Linked DNA regions of Mus musculus: region 1 is linked to region 2. A link is a contact called in public Hi-C data. All regions are on one chromosome and are shown on one strand. Each heading gives the region's core, a stretch centred on a gene start, on an enhancer-like site or on the middle of the called end of the contact. The rest is flanking DNA. Distances are from core to core; before and after follow the strand shown. Region 1 has its middle 12 kb from the start of 4930533K18Rik. Region 2 has its middle 61 kb from the start of Fam13c.

Region 1 (2,778 bases), core at 180-2,679, 480 kb before region 2:
AACGCTGAGTGGTGCAGGGGAGAATCCCACGATGTAAGACAGAGTTTATACAGCAGCACCTTCAAACAGCAGAGGCTTTCTTACCCTAGAAAACATCTGGAGACAGTGCTAACAAGTCTGCACAGACAGCTCTTAGAAATCTGAAGGAAATGACTGTAGAAACCCGCCTGCCTCCTCAGAGGCGCAAAGCACCGGGAGTCACATGACCAGGCACACCAGAGGTGATGGATGCCACAGCTGCCTTGTCGTGGGTTGCAAAGCACAGAGAGTCACGTGATCAGGCATACCCGTGGTGATGTGACACTGTCTCTGGGAGAACTCTAAAGACCGGAGTTATCAATGAACTAGGTACTACACCAGCCAGTGAGAGCCAGAATTGGGGGAAAGATAGGCTACCCTTCCTTCTCTTTGTTAGATGCAGCTAAGGGTGGGAGATACAGTATTGCAGACCTGGGCTCCCTTATGGCAGTGAGTTGAAAGAAAAGTAATTTCTGGAGCGTAATTAGTTTATTCTTGGCTCCCATTCAATGTCAGCAATGAAGAATCAACTGCATCAAATGAAGTAAAATGTAGCAAATCGCTTCACGAACCATAAAGGGGTATTTATAAATGTCCAGGATTGTTATCTATTAAGTCATGAGACCCTATTCAGTCTGTACTGCAACCAAATGTCACGCCTCCTGAAGTGAGAGAGATTTTCAATCAATGCACACTGATTAACTGGCTTTGAAAATTGGCTACTTTATATGCCCCAAATCTCAGATTTTTTTTATGACATTGTGGAAGTTTGAATGAGAAATATTCTATGTAGGTGCATGTATTTGAAAACATGGTCCCCAGTAGGTGGTACTGTTTGAGAAGGTTATGGTGCAGTTGGGAGATGAGCTTCACTGGAGGAAGTATGTCACTGGAGGATGAGATGTGAGCTTTTATAGTCTCTCACCACTTCCTGTCCTCTCTCTCTGCTTCCTGTGTGCTGACAAAATGCCATTAGGCCATGCTGTCCCCTCTAGGATAGACTCTGTCTCTCTGGAACCATAAACCAAAATAAGTTTCTTGTTCCCTAGGTTGACTTTGATCATGGTATTCTATCATAGCAACATCAAAGTAACTTAATGCAGACATGAAAAAGGTAAAATAGTTATATTAGTAAATTTAAGCAGGAACAATAAATTCATGCAATTACCACCATAGACTCTTCTAAAGCAAGCATGATCTCCTCTGCTCTGCCCTTACAGCCATGTTCCCTCATCATTAGAGAGTTCTAGACTAACAGCACAGATGGTAGATAAGCCGCTATTCTAAGTGTCTGTAGTACTAAGACTGGAGGATCAAGGTAGATTGGGCTCTCCGTGGAATCCAGCAGAAGATCTTAGGAAGAGAAAAGTGTGGGGGCGGAAAGTTCCCAAGCATTGTGAGTCACCCGACCCTGTCAGAGGCTCAGACATTCCCGTCTGTCATGTGAGTCCAGTCAGCAATATCGATGAGCCAGTGAGTCAAGATTTCTTGCATTTTTTTTCCTTTACGCAGATGGCTTTGATGATAGCATTCAGTTTTATATAATTTGAGGTTAAAATTAGTATGTTTCCTCGGCTTCTTCTCTGAATGCTGTAGCTCATTTATAAGGATGCCACAGGAGATGGTGTGTAGCCTCCGTCTTTGCCCTGCTTCACAAGATCTCTCTCACTGGCTGGGTGGCTATCTTGCTATTTATGATGACCATCCTTGCAATTCGAGCAATCTCGTTTTTGATTCAGCCACCTCTCTAAATGTTTTCACTGAAATGCTTTCTGACAGGAAACACTAAAGGGCTTATGATTTAGCGCGGTCAGCATCTAGAACAATATTGAGAATTTATTCCATCAGTGAAATTGGTGGGGCTTTTTTGTTTGTTTGTTTTGTTTTGTTTTTTAAATCATATGTTGAAAGTATGTCCTCCGGGCTGGAGAGATAGATGGCTCAGTGGTTAAGAGCACTGACTGCTCTTCCAAAGGTCCTGAGTTCAATTCCCAGCAACCTCATGGTGGCTCACAGCCATCTGTAACGGGGATCCGATGCCCTCTTCTGGTGTGTCTGAAGACAGCAACAATGTACCCACATACATAAAATAAATGAATTAAAAAATAATTTAAAAAATTTTTTAAAATGTTAAAAAAAAAGAAAGTATGTGCTCCTATTAAGTCAATCCCTTAGGTTCATGTGTTCTATAGAATCTACAATCTGTGCATAGAAACTATAATATCTTGCAATGAAATAGCAGGTTTTACATAAAGGAAGAAATGAGCTAGGAAGGGGGGGAGCGAGGGAGGCAGGACTGTAGGCCAGAAGAGAATCATGCATTACAGGACTCAGCCATGACTCTCCTCCTTTTTCTCATAAATAGCTGTATGATAAATGTGCTTGGAGAAGTTTTAGAGGTTTAACTAAGGGACATCTTGTGAAAGGTACAGAATAGGTTTTGAATTTTCTAGGTACGAAAGACATTATTAGTCCTCTCCTTGGTTATAATAAAATACATGAAGCTGGATACTGATGAAAAAGTGACTCATTTTTTTCTTTTTTGGTTTTAAATTTATTTATTTATTTATTTATTTTGGTTTTTCGAGACAGGGTTTCTCTGTATAGCCCTGGCTGTCCTGGAACTCACTTTGTAGACCAGGCTGGCCTCGAACTCAGAAATCTGCCTGCCTCTGCCTCCAGAGTGCTGGGAGTGCGCCACCATGCCTGGCTTTTGCTTTTATTTTTATGAATACATCATAGCTGTCTTCAGACACACCA
Region 2 (2,889 bases), core at 170-2,669:
TAATTCATAGTTATGGCTTGATGGTTGTAAACAGGTTCTACATATATTTAGATATTAAAGCATAGCCTTTGGTGTTCTTCCTCTAAAGGTCAAGTTCTTAGATATTTTCATTGATTCTACCTTCTGGAAACCATCTGGTTTGAGAAGTTAAGGTGGACAGGACTCTCATCACTCTGGTCCCTGAATACCTTCATCTAAATTCTTACTGCTGGACCATTTGAATACAGAGATAAGAGTACAGGGACTGTCCCTTGGGGTATCGCTGTTTTAGGTATAGGTTTTTGTGTTTTTTCTGCTTTGTTTAAGGAAGGAAGTGTAAGCTTCTGTTCTGGAAATTTCCTTTTATCAAAGGCACTAACTATGGTTTGGATGTGAAGAGTTCCCCCCATAGGCTGTGGTCTAGACAATGTAATTGTGGTTCTGCTGAGATGTAATGGGATCATGGTGGAGCTAGTTCCACCAGTGGGTTGCCCTATTGATGAGTTTGAACCAGATGGGATATTAAGGGATGGTCCCTGTCTGGAGGAAAGCGGTAGCTAAGAATGTGGCTCAGAACCATGGGTCCTATCCCTGCCATCTGCCTCTCTTCTTCCTCTCCTTCTACCCACTCCTCCTCCTCCCTCCCCTTTCCATACCCAGAATGCCTTTTTTCTTCTTTTCTCCATTGCATTCCTATTGGCTCTGACAGTGGCTTCTGAAAGGATGTTTCAGCCTTACCTTGAGCCCAAATGCAATAGAGTTGGCTGACCATGGCCAAAACTGTAAATGAATTAAATATTTCCTCCTTAAGTTGCTCTTCTCAGTTATTTCAGTAAAGTGATAAAAATTAACCAACGTAGATTTATGAAGTACTAGGAAATGATTGTTCATTTCCTCAACCCAGTTACCAATGTAGCCCAAGTGTAGATTATGGGGGGAAAAGTATTGCAATAATTTTTACAATAAACAATAATATCTAGCTTTTATTTGATCTCTGCAATACTTATTTGCCTTTCAAAATATGCAAGGGCCCTTTGTATACATGAGCTCATGAAACACAAATAATAGTGAAATGAGGTATTCTTATTCCAATTTGACCATATGAGAACTAACCCAGAAAGCTTATTTAAGTTGAACACATCTGCAAGATGCAGTGTGTATACCACTGTCTCTCTGCCCCTGAGCCCGGGCATGTATGTAATCACTGTGCCAGGATCACATGAGGACCAAGAGGAGACAGACAAAGCTCCATGTCCAGGATACATCTGCCATTCTTCCTCTTATTTTGAGTTAAAGTCACGCTCACATAAAGATGCTGTTTGTCCTAAAGGAGTCACATTGCTGTAGCCATTGTGAGCCGTGCCATTCACGGCTGGCCCATCTTCTCTCTCCCACTGGTTGCTTCTAGTCTCGACCCAGGGCCTGCCTCCTGCTCATCATGTGATGCCTGCCTTTGTTTCTACAGCTGCCAGCTGTAGCTCCCTCTATTCAATCTTTCTGAGTCACTCTGTTTAGGACAACAGTCACATGGCTGCTCGCTCAGTTGAGTAGGATCAGGCAGATGAAAGGAAGCAATGGATCCCCGGGGGTTGTACTAATAAAAAGGGCTTGATAAAGCTAAGGGGTTAGCATATAGCAACAGCAAAGACAGACTAGGAAAGCACCAGAGAGAAAAGGCTCCTCTAACATCATGTTCCTGAGTCCTATCTCTTTGGCACAGAAAACACTTGATCCTCAGGGCCAGACCACCAAGCTATGCACTGTTGGTATCAGGACCTCCAAAACCCATGCCATCACATAGGTGGGACCCGCACACCTGTTATCAAGGCAACAGCCACTGTATTCCCAAAATCTACTTGGCTCACCTTCCACCTTTACGTGTGATTACGTCATCTCTCTCTCTTCCCCCTTCTCTTTCCACCACCACCTTGCCCTTCTCTCTCTCCCAATAAACCTCACATGGAACTGTTTGGCCTGGTGTGGTCCTTCTGAGGCCGTGCAACAATCAAGATCACAACATACAGGACAACGTGGGTTCAGAACCACATCTTGAAATATGAGTTCTTTACACCTTTGTTCATATCACCTACACCTGACCACTGACCAGACTCTGTGACAGAAATCAAGAAAATCTAGGTCAGGTGTGGATAATTCACACATACACACCTTCTAAACACAACGCCAACAAGCTGAGACTCGCCGTTCTGATCTGTCTCGCACGCCACCATAAGAACACAGCTTGCTTCATTTGGGTTAAACCAAGAGTCACCCCTGGTTTTCCAAGGATGGGCACAACTGAGAAAAACAGTTTGGATTTCCAGTTTTAGTCACACAGTTGATGACAACGGTCCACAAACATTAAATAGAAAGTTCCGGAAATAAAACCATAAGTTTTAAATTGCACGCCATCTGGATAGCTTGATGAAGTCCTATGCCATCCGTCTCTGTTCTTTATAGGACATAAATCATCCCCCTTCCAGAGTATCCATAACATATATGCCACCCACCCATTTATCAGTTATTAGCTGCCCCCATTACCTGACTGAGCATTGCTGTATTACAATGTGCGTGTTCAATTAACCCCTATTTCAATTATCAATGGCCCCGAAGCTCAATCAAGTACCATCTGAGAAACCCCTGATCTGCTCTCTGTTCTTACAGATGTGTCTTTCGGATGTGTCAGACAAGCTAAATGATACATTATGAGACTGTAGCTAAAATAAAATTGCTTATACCCACCCCCACCCCCACCCCCACCTCCTCAAGTTTACAACAACAAACTAAGGCTCAATTCCACCGAAGTTCATTCTGAGGAAGCAAGGAATTGACCAGACTTCCTGATAGCTCACGGGTGACAGGCTACTTACTGGAATGTGGGTTCTCCCTTCCAAAAGGCCTTACAGGAAAGTC

Evidence for each region. Hi-C and Micro-C count contacts between places; a contact is called where the count stands out from the background.
Region 1: a Hi-C map of cortical neurons shows a contact between it and region 2. The contact joins two enhancer-like sites. A contact is called at or near these places in 3 of 39 promoter capture datasets (the C10 cell line, the HPC-7 cell line and hippocampal neurons) and 1 of 484 Hi-C or Micro-C datasets (cortical neurons).

The regions. Positions count from the first base shown.
Region 1 is chr10:70,854,807-70,857,584 of GRCm38.p6, reverse strand. No RefSeq gene overlaps it. Among named protein-coding and RNA genes, the nearest start is that of 4930533K18Rik, 12 kb to the left of the region's middle. Within about 2 kb of position 1,429, at least 29 of the 459 cell types and tissues checked have an H3K27ac peak or open chromatin away from gene starts, as enhancers often do. A contact at or near this core is called in cortical neurons, where this site is marked.
Region 2 is chr10:70,378,756-70,381,644 of GRCm38.p6, reverse strand. No RefSeq gene overlaps it. Among named protein-coding and RNA genes, the nearest start is that of Fam13c, 61 kb to the left of the region's middle. Within about 2 kb of position 1,419, at least 58 of the 459 cell types and tissues checked have an H3K27ac peak or open chromatin away from gene starts, as enhancers often do. A contact at or near this core is called in cortical neurons, where this site is marked.